Linked DNA regions of Mus musculus: region 1 is linked to region 2. The links are chromatin contacts, called in public HiChIP or PLAC-seq maps. All regions are on one chromosome and are shown on one strand. Each heading gives the region's core, a stretch centred on a gene start, on an enhancer-like site or on the middle of the called end of the contact. The rest is flanking DNA. Distances are from core to core; before and after follow the strand shown.

What was found. HiChIP or PLAC-seq counts read pairs in DNA pulled down with a chosen protein or histone mark.
Region 1: a FOXA1 HiChIP or PLAC-seq map of pancreatic cancer cells shows a contact between it and region 2. The contact joins the promoter of Cand2 here to the enhancer-like site in region 2. A contact is called at or near these places in 1 of 39 promoter capture datasets (cranial neural crest), 1 of 115 datasets of contacts at active chromatin or transcription factors (pancreatic cancer cells) and 1 of 9 other capture datasets (macrophages).

What each region holds. Positions count from the first base shown.
Region 1 is chr6:115,773,126-115,775,925 of GRCm38.p6, forward strand. Cand2 (cullin-associated and neddylation-dissociated 2 (putative)) reads left to right here and starts at 1,432. Exons shown (of 15, transcript NM_025958.2): 1 at 1,432-1,553. The coding sequence starts at 1,486. It overlaps Mir7660 (microRNA 7660), which reads left to right and starts at 2,532; the gene lies at 2,532-2,594.
Region 2 is chr6:114,981,473-114,984,191 of GRCm38.p6, forward strand. No RefSeq gene overlaps it. Among named protein-coding and RNA genes, the nearest start is that of Gm38876, 37 kb to the left of the region's middle. Within about 2 kb of position 1,364, at least 8 of the 459 cell types and tissues checked have an H3K27ac peak or open chromatin away from gene starts, as enhancers often do. A contact at or near this core is called in pancreatic cancer cells, where this site is marked.

The sequences.
Region 1 (2,800 bases), core at 182-2,681, 790 kb after region 2:
AATAAATAATAATGATAAAATGTAAAAAATTCCAATTTTGTCTCCACTGTCATTTACTAAATAACTGCCTAAGGTGCCAAGTGATTGCTATATTTCTCCCTGGGAGTATTCACAGTCCCCTGAAGGGCTGTCTCCCCTTCTCATTCATGAAACAATGACTTTCTTCTGGGATGGCCACATAGGTGTGAGCGAGACAGGAGCAAGAAGACTAGGAGAAATGTAGAGGTCCCTAGCCTCCAAGGCTTGGGACTTTGTAGCCACTGTTCAGTCATCTAGAGGAAGAGAAGTTGGATTAGGAGTCGGAAATCAAAGATGTAGCAGATGTCTCATTTAAATCCTTCCTTTCTTTATCTTTTTTTCTAAAGACAGGATCTATGTAGCCAAGGTTGAAATTTTGATCCTCCTGCCTTCCTGCCTTCACCTGCCAAGTTCTGGAATTGCAGGTATGAGACACCCCAGCCCCCTAGATTTCCTTTTACCAACCTGAGGGTGTGGCTCTGTGGTAGAGAAGAACCAAAACAGAAATTTTAATACATTTAAGATAAAACTTTCTTAACCAGGGTCTTGGTGCATGCCTTTAATCTCAATACCTGGGAGAAAGAGGCAGGCAGGTCTCTGAGTTTGAGGCTAGCCTGGTCTACAAAGTGAGTTTCAGGGCAGCAATTACTATACAGAGAAACCTTGTCTCAAAAAACAAAAACAAAAACAAAAAAGAAAAAACAAAACAAAGCAAGAAAGATAAAGGTTTCTTTTATTCCTTTGAGTAACTAAAAATAGCCAGCAGAGGTTGTGTGACTCCCCAAGCTAGGTAGCAGAGATTTGAAGCGACACTTCCTTTCCAGTTTAAAGAGTCCCCCTAAAGATCTACGCGCGCGCGCGCGCACACACACACACACACACACACACACACCTCCTAACTGGGGAAAACTGTGATCAACTTTAGGGAACAGCTATTGCTCTCGGCTTTGGGAACCTGAAGTCCGTCCTTAATTCATCTCAGGTTCTTTGGCTGTGTGGAACCTGGTAGAATCTGGAATTGCCATCCCATGTCCCTGTTTGCATGAGTGCCATTGAGAGAGCAAAGTCAAGGGGTCTTCAAGGCACAATCGGGAGAAGGCGTGGTCAGGGCCGGGTGGTGAGCTGCTGGTGCCCATGCTGAGCAGAGCTGTCCAGGAGAGGGGGCCAGGCCCGTTACTTCAGTCCTGCTCGGGACAGGAGGGGAGAGAGAGAGAGAGAGAGAGAGAGAGAGAGAGAGAGAGAGAGAGAGAGAGAGAGAGAGAGAGAGAGAGAGAGAGAGAGAGAGAGAGAGAGAGAGAGAGAGAGAGAGAGAGAGAGAGAGAGAGAGAGAGAGAGAGAGAGAGAGAGAGAGAGAGAGAGAGAGAGAGAGAGAAGGGGCGTGGCCGGTGGGGGAGGGGGCGTGGTGGAGGGGAGGGGAGGCCGCGCCGCCATATTCGATTCGACCCGCAACCCCGCGGCGCAGCCAGCATGAGTACCGGTGCCTTCTACATCTCCAGCCTGCTGGAGAAGATGACGTCCAGCGACAAAGACTTCAGGTGCGCCCTGTGGGGGCTCGGGACTCGTTTTCAGGGGTCTCAGCCTGTCCCGGCCGCCCCTCTGCTCCCCTGCCCCCCCCCTGCGGACCCCTGTGGGAGCCCCCGGCCTCTTCGCCTGGGCCTGGCTGGGCCTGCAGCCCCGCCCCCAGCCTCTTCCCGCCTTTGCTGTGCTGGCCTCTCAAGTCCCCAACACTGGGCGCCCCCCAGGCTCTCCAGTGAAGTCCCCGTCGGCCTCTCTTTGGAACCCAGTGCAGTCCTCTTCTGACCCTCATTGAAACAGGCCGCTTCCCTGCACAACCTCCATCCAAGGCTATCTTCCGAGACCCACACTTCTGCCCGGTCTCTAGGTTACCCCATCCCCCGCACCCTGTACCCCTACCGGGTCTCCTAACCCTAACAAACTTTACTTTTCTTTCATCTCTTTCTTTTCATCCCGTGCCTTTTCTCCCTGGCCCCTCATCACCACCCCATCTTCCTTATTCCCCTCCTCTCCCAAGATGGTTTAGAGCAGGAAGCAAAGGTTGGGGTGAGGGCTATCTCTCTCCCCCATTCTTTTTCTCCTATCCTCCTCTCCAAACACCACAGAAACACAGGAACAGAGTTGGCAAGAGGAATGGGAATATCTGATGCAGCCCCTCTTGCAGGGGAAACTGAGGTTCAGTGATAAAAAGGGGTTGTTGGTCAGTTGTGGACCCTCAAGTCAACAGGACAGTGCACCATTCTGAGTCTTCTGTCACAGTAGTTATCCCTCCGATTACAAACAGGGAAAATTAGGTTCAGGGACATGAAGGGCCTGGATACAATGCTAACGGTAGGGCCAAGCAGAGTTGGAGGTGTCAGTGGGATTCCCAATCTAGCCAGTCCGGAGGGGCCAGAAGCCTATTTGTGTGGTCTGACCTTTTCCGTGTCCTGTAAATACAGTCCTCAAAAATCTCTGTGCAGCCCTAAGCCCCACAGTGGTAGTAGGGCTTGGGATCCTTTGCCCTGGCTTCAGATCTCGGCAACCATCACTAACTAGATCTGTAAGTGATGGGCAAAGTACTCCATGCCCTCTGAGCCTTAGCTTAGCTGTTTGTGCTTTAGGTAGCAGGTAAGTGCTTTGTGAATGGTTGTCCTGACTCTGTGCAGGGAAACGGGGCAGGTCCTGGTAGACTGTTCTTTGTTCTTTGGGCCCAAGTTCTTTCTGTTCTCCAGAAGTCTGGAGGGGGCTTTGACTTACTCAAAGTCACATGGCCTGCCAGAGTTGA
Region 2 (2,719 bases), core at 114-2,613:
TGGCAACTTTATAAAGAAATAAGGTTTGGGTTTGTTGGGTAAAGGTGCTTACCACCGAGACTAATGACTTGAGTTTGATCCACAGAACTCACACTGTAGAAGGGAAGAACCAACTGTACAAGTTGTCCTCTGGCCTACACACACACACACACACACACACACACACACACACACACACACACACACAAATTAATAAGTGTAGCTTTTTAATGTTTAAGAAGAGGAAAGGTTTCTTCGATTCATAATTTAGGAGGTGGGAAGTGCATGCGCATGGCCCCAGGTGTCTGGCAAGGGACTGTTTGCTGGCCGAGTCTCAGATGGTGCAGCAGTCATGGTGACAGATAGGGAGAGTCACACGAGTCCTGCTTCCTCTTCTTTATAAATCTGGTAGTTGTTTTGGTAGTTCCAGAGACTGAATCCAGGATGCCTGCATGCAAACAAGCCCTCACCCAGCCAACGGTATCCAAGGCCCTGGCTCCATCTTTGCACAGGTATCTGCATGTTGACCATAAGGCTACACCCTGAAGACCTGACAACCAAACCCCGAGCACCTACCTCCTGCAGTCCCTCCTCCAAGCATCTAACATCAGATCCCATGTCCCTCTTCAGTGTCTCACAGTGGGAGATCAAAGTTCACCTTTACAATGACTGTGATGACAGGTCTATCACTCACCATTTTTTATCTGAGCAAATCAATGCTCAGAGAGGTTCAGCTATTTCCCCAAGACTGCACAGCTGGCCTGACAGAGCCAGGCTGAAGTGCAGAGGACCATCTCAACCCACAACACCTTCCTGAGGAGCCACAACAGCAACTGAGCACATCTGACTAAAATTCTGTTCTCTCCAGTCTTCACACTACCCACATAGGAAGCTTGCTAGGTATGTCCTCTAAGCCTGAGAAACACTGGGAAAGCCTACTATCCTGAGCCTGGTTGGCGGGGTCCTTTCTCCCTACCTCCCTAGTTTCCTCAGCCCCAGCCTGGCCAGATGCCTACCCTAAGCTGGCAAAGGATGCCTTAGGAATGGCATTCACAGTTAGTTAGAGAGACCAGACAACACAATATCTAGGGATCTGGCAAAGAATGGCATAGCTACGTCTCATCAGAAGTCTGGACCTTGCAGACATCTTCCTCTGAGTGACCCAAAGAACAAGCCCACCAGGCAGCTTTCTATTGCTGTGGTAAGTACCATGGCTCAAAGTAGCTTGGGGAGGAACGGGTTGATTTCAGCTCACACTTCCCAGATCACAGTTCATCACTAACTGAAGCCAGGGCAGGAGCTCATGGGAACCAGCAGACAGGAACTGAAGCAGAGCCATGGAGGCGCGTTGCTTACCTGCTTGCTTCTCATGGCTTGATTTGATTGCATTTCTATATATCCCAGAGCCACCTGCTCAGGGGTGGCACCAGTCACAGTAGGCTGGACCCTCCTACACCAATCATTAATCAAAAAACAAACAAAACCAAACTTGCCCACAAGCCTCAAATAGAAACTTTTTCTCGACTGAGGCTCTTTCTTCCCAGATGGCCCTCGCTTGTATCACGTTGACAAAAACTTACCGGCACAGAATCTTTTTCAGGTGATGGGGAGGGACTTGGACAAGCAGACCAGCCTTCCAGTGTTAGGGACACTTGATTCTGTCCAGCCACGATGCTCAGCTTGACCCTGAAGAGAAGGACATTGTCACCTTTGCTATAAACTGCATTCAACAGTTGCTGCCAAGGCAGCTTGGTAAAGTACCCATCCTCTCACAACCAAGAGACCCCCAGAGCCACAGAAAAACCTCTAAGGAGTTCTGCCCTGCTGGCCACACCACTGAACAGCGCAGAGCTGACTGACTCATTCACCCTGTGGGGGATGCTGGCTATAGGGTCCAGATTTGCCAGACTGTTTGCACAACCCATCGTGATTTCATTCATAAAACATCTATCCTCCCCAAGGTAGATCCTGCTTCATGCCTGTTCATCCTCATGAGTGAAATTAGCATGGTCCAGCATCATATAATGACTGGTCATCAGGTAATCTGGGAGTCAAATTCTAGCTTTCCTTTTAAAAATAAGTTCCTTCGGGTCTTTATAGTACCTGGACTATAGTAGATGCTAAGTGTTGTTGCCTTTTGAGGTGCTCAAGACTCACGATGGTTTTCAATGTCACAGTTATTGAACAGCTACTGCATGTTAGATTCTGCCAACAGGACCTGAGAGTATGGCTTCTCCTCCCTTTACTGGTTACTGAATGCCATTCCCCATTTAATAAACATTTTTAGAAGAATTTTTGCGATGTAGTGTGTGTGTGTGTGTGTGTCTGTGTGTCTGTGTGTGTGTCTGTGTCTGTGTGTCTGTGTCGTGCATACACTGCTTGCAGAGCCTAGTCAAGGACATTGGATCTTCTGGAACTGGAGTTGCAGGCAGTTGGGTGGGTGCTGGTAATCCAACTTAGATCCCCTGCAGGAGCAGCCAGTGCCCCTAACCATGGGCCCATCTCTCCAGCGCCCTCTGTATACATTGGAAGTAGTAGTAGTAGTAGTAGTGTCTTTTCCATGCAGGTCAGGAGCCATCATTTCCTTGGGGTCCACTCTCTTCCTGACCCTCATCAGGGGTGTGCCAAGTAGATTCTGAGCTGATATTCACAGTGATGAATCCTTCAAGTCAGTAGTAAGTAGTCCTCTGCCCTCTATATGAACAGAATGTGGGCCCAGGATGCTCAGGAAGTTTCCTGG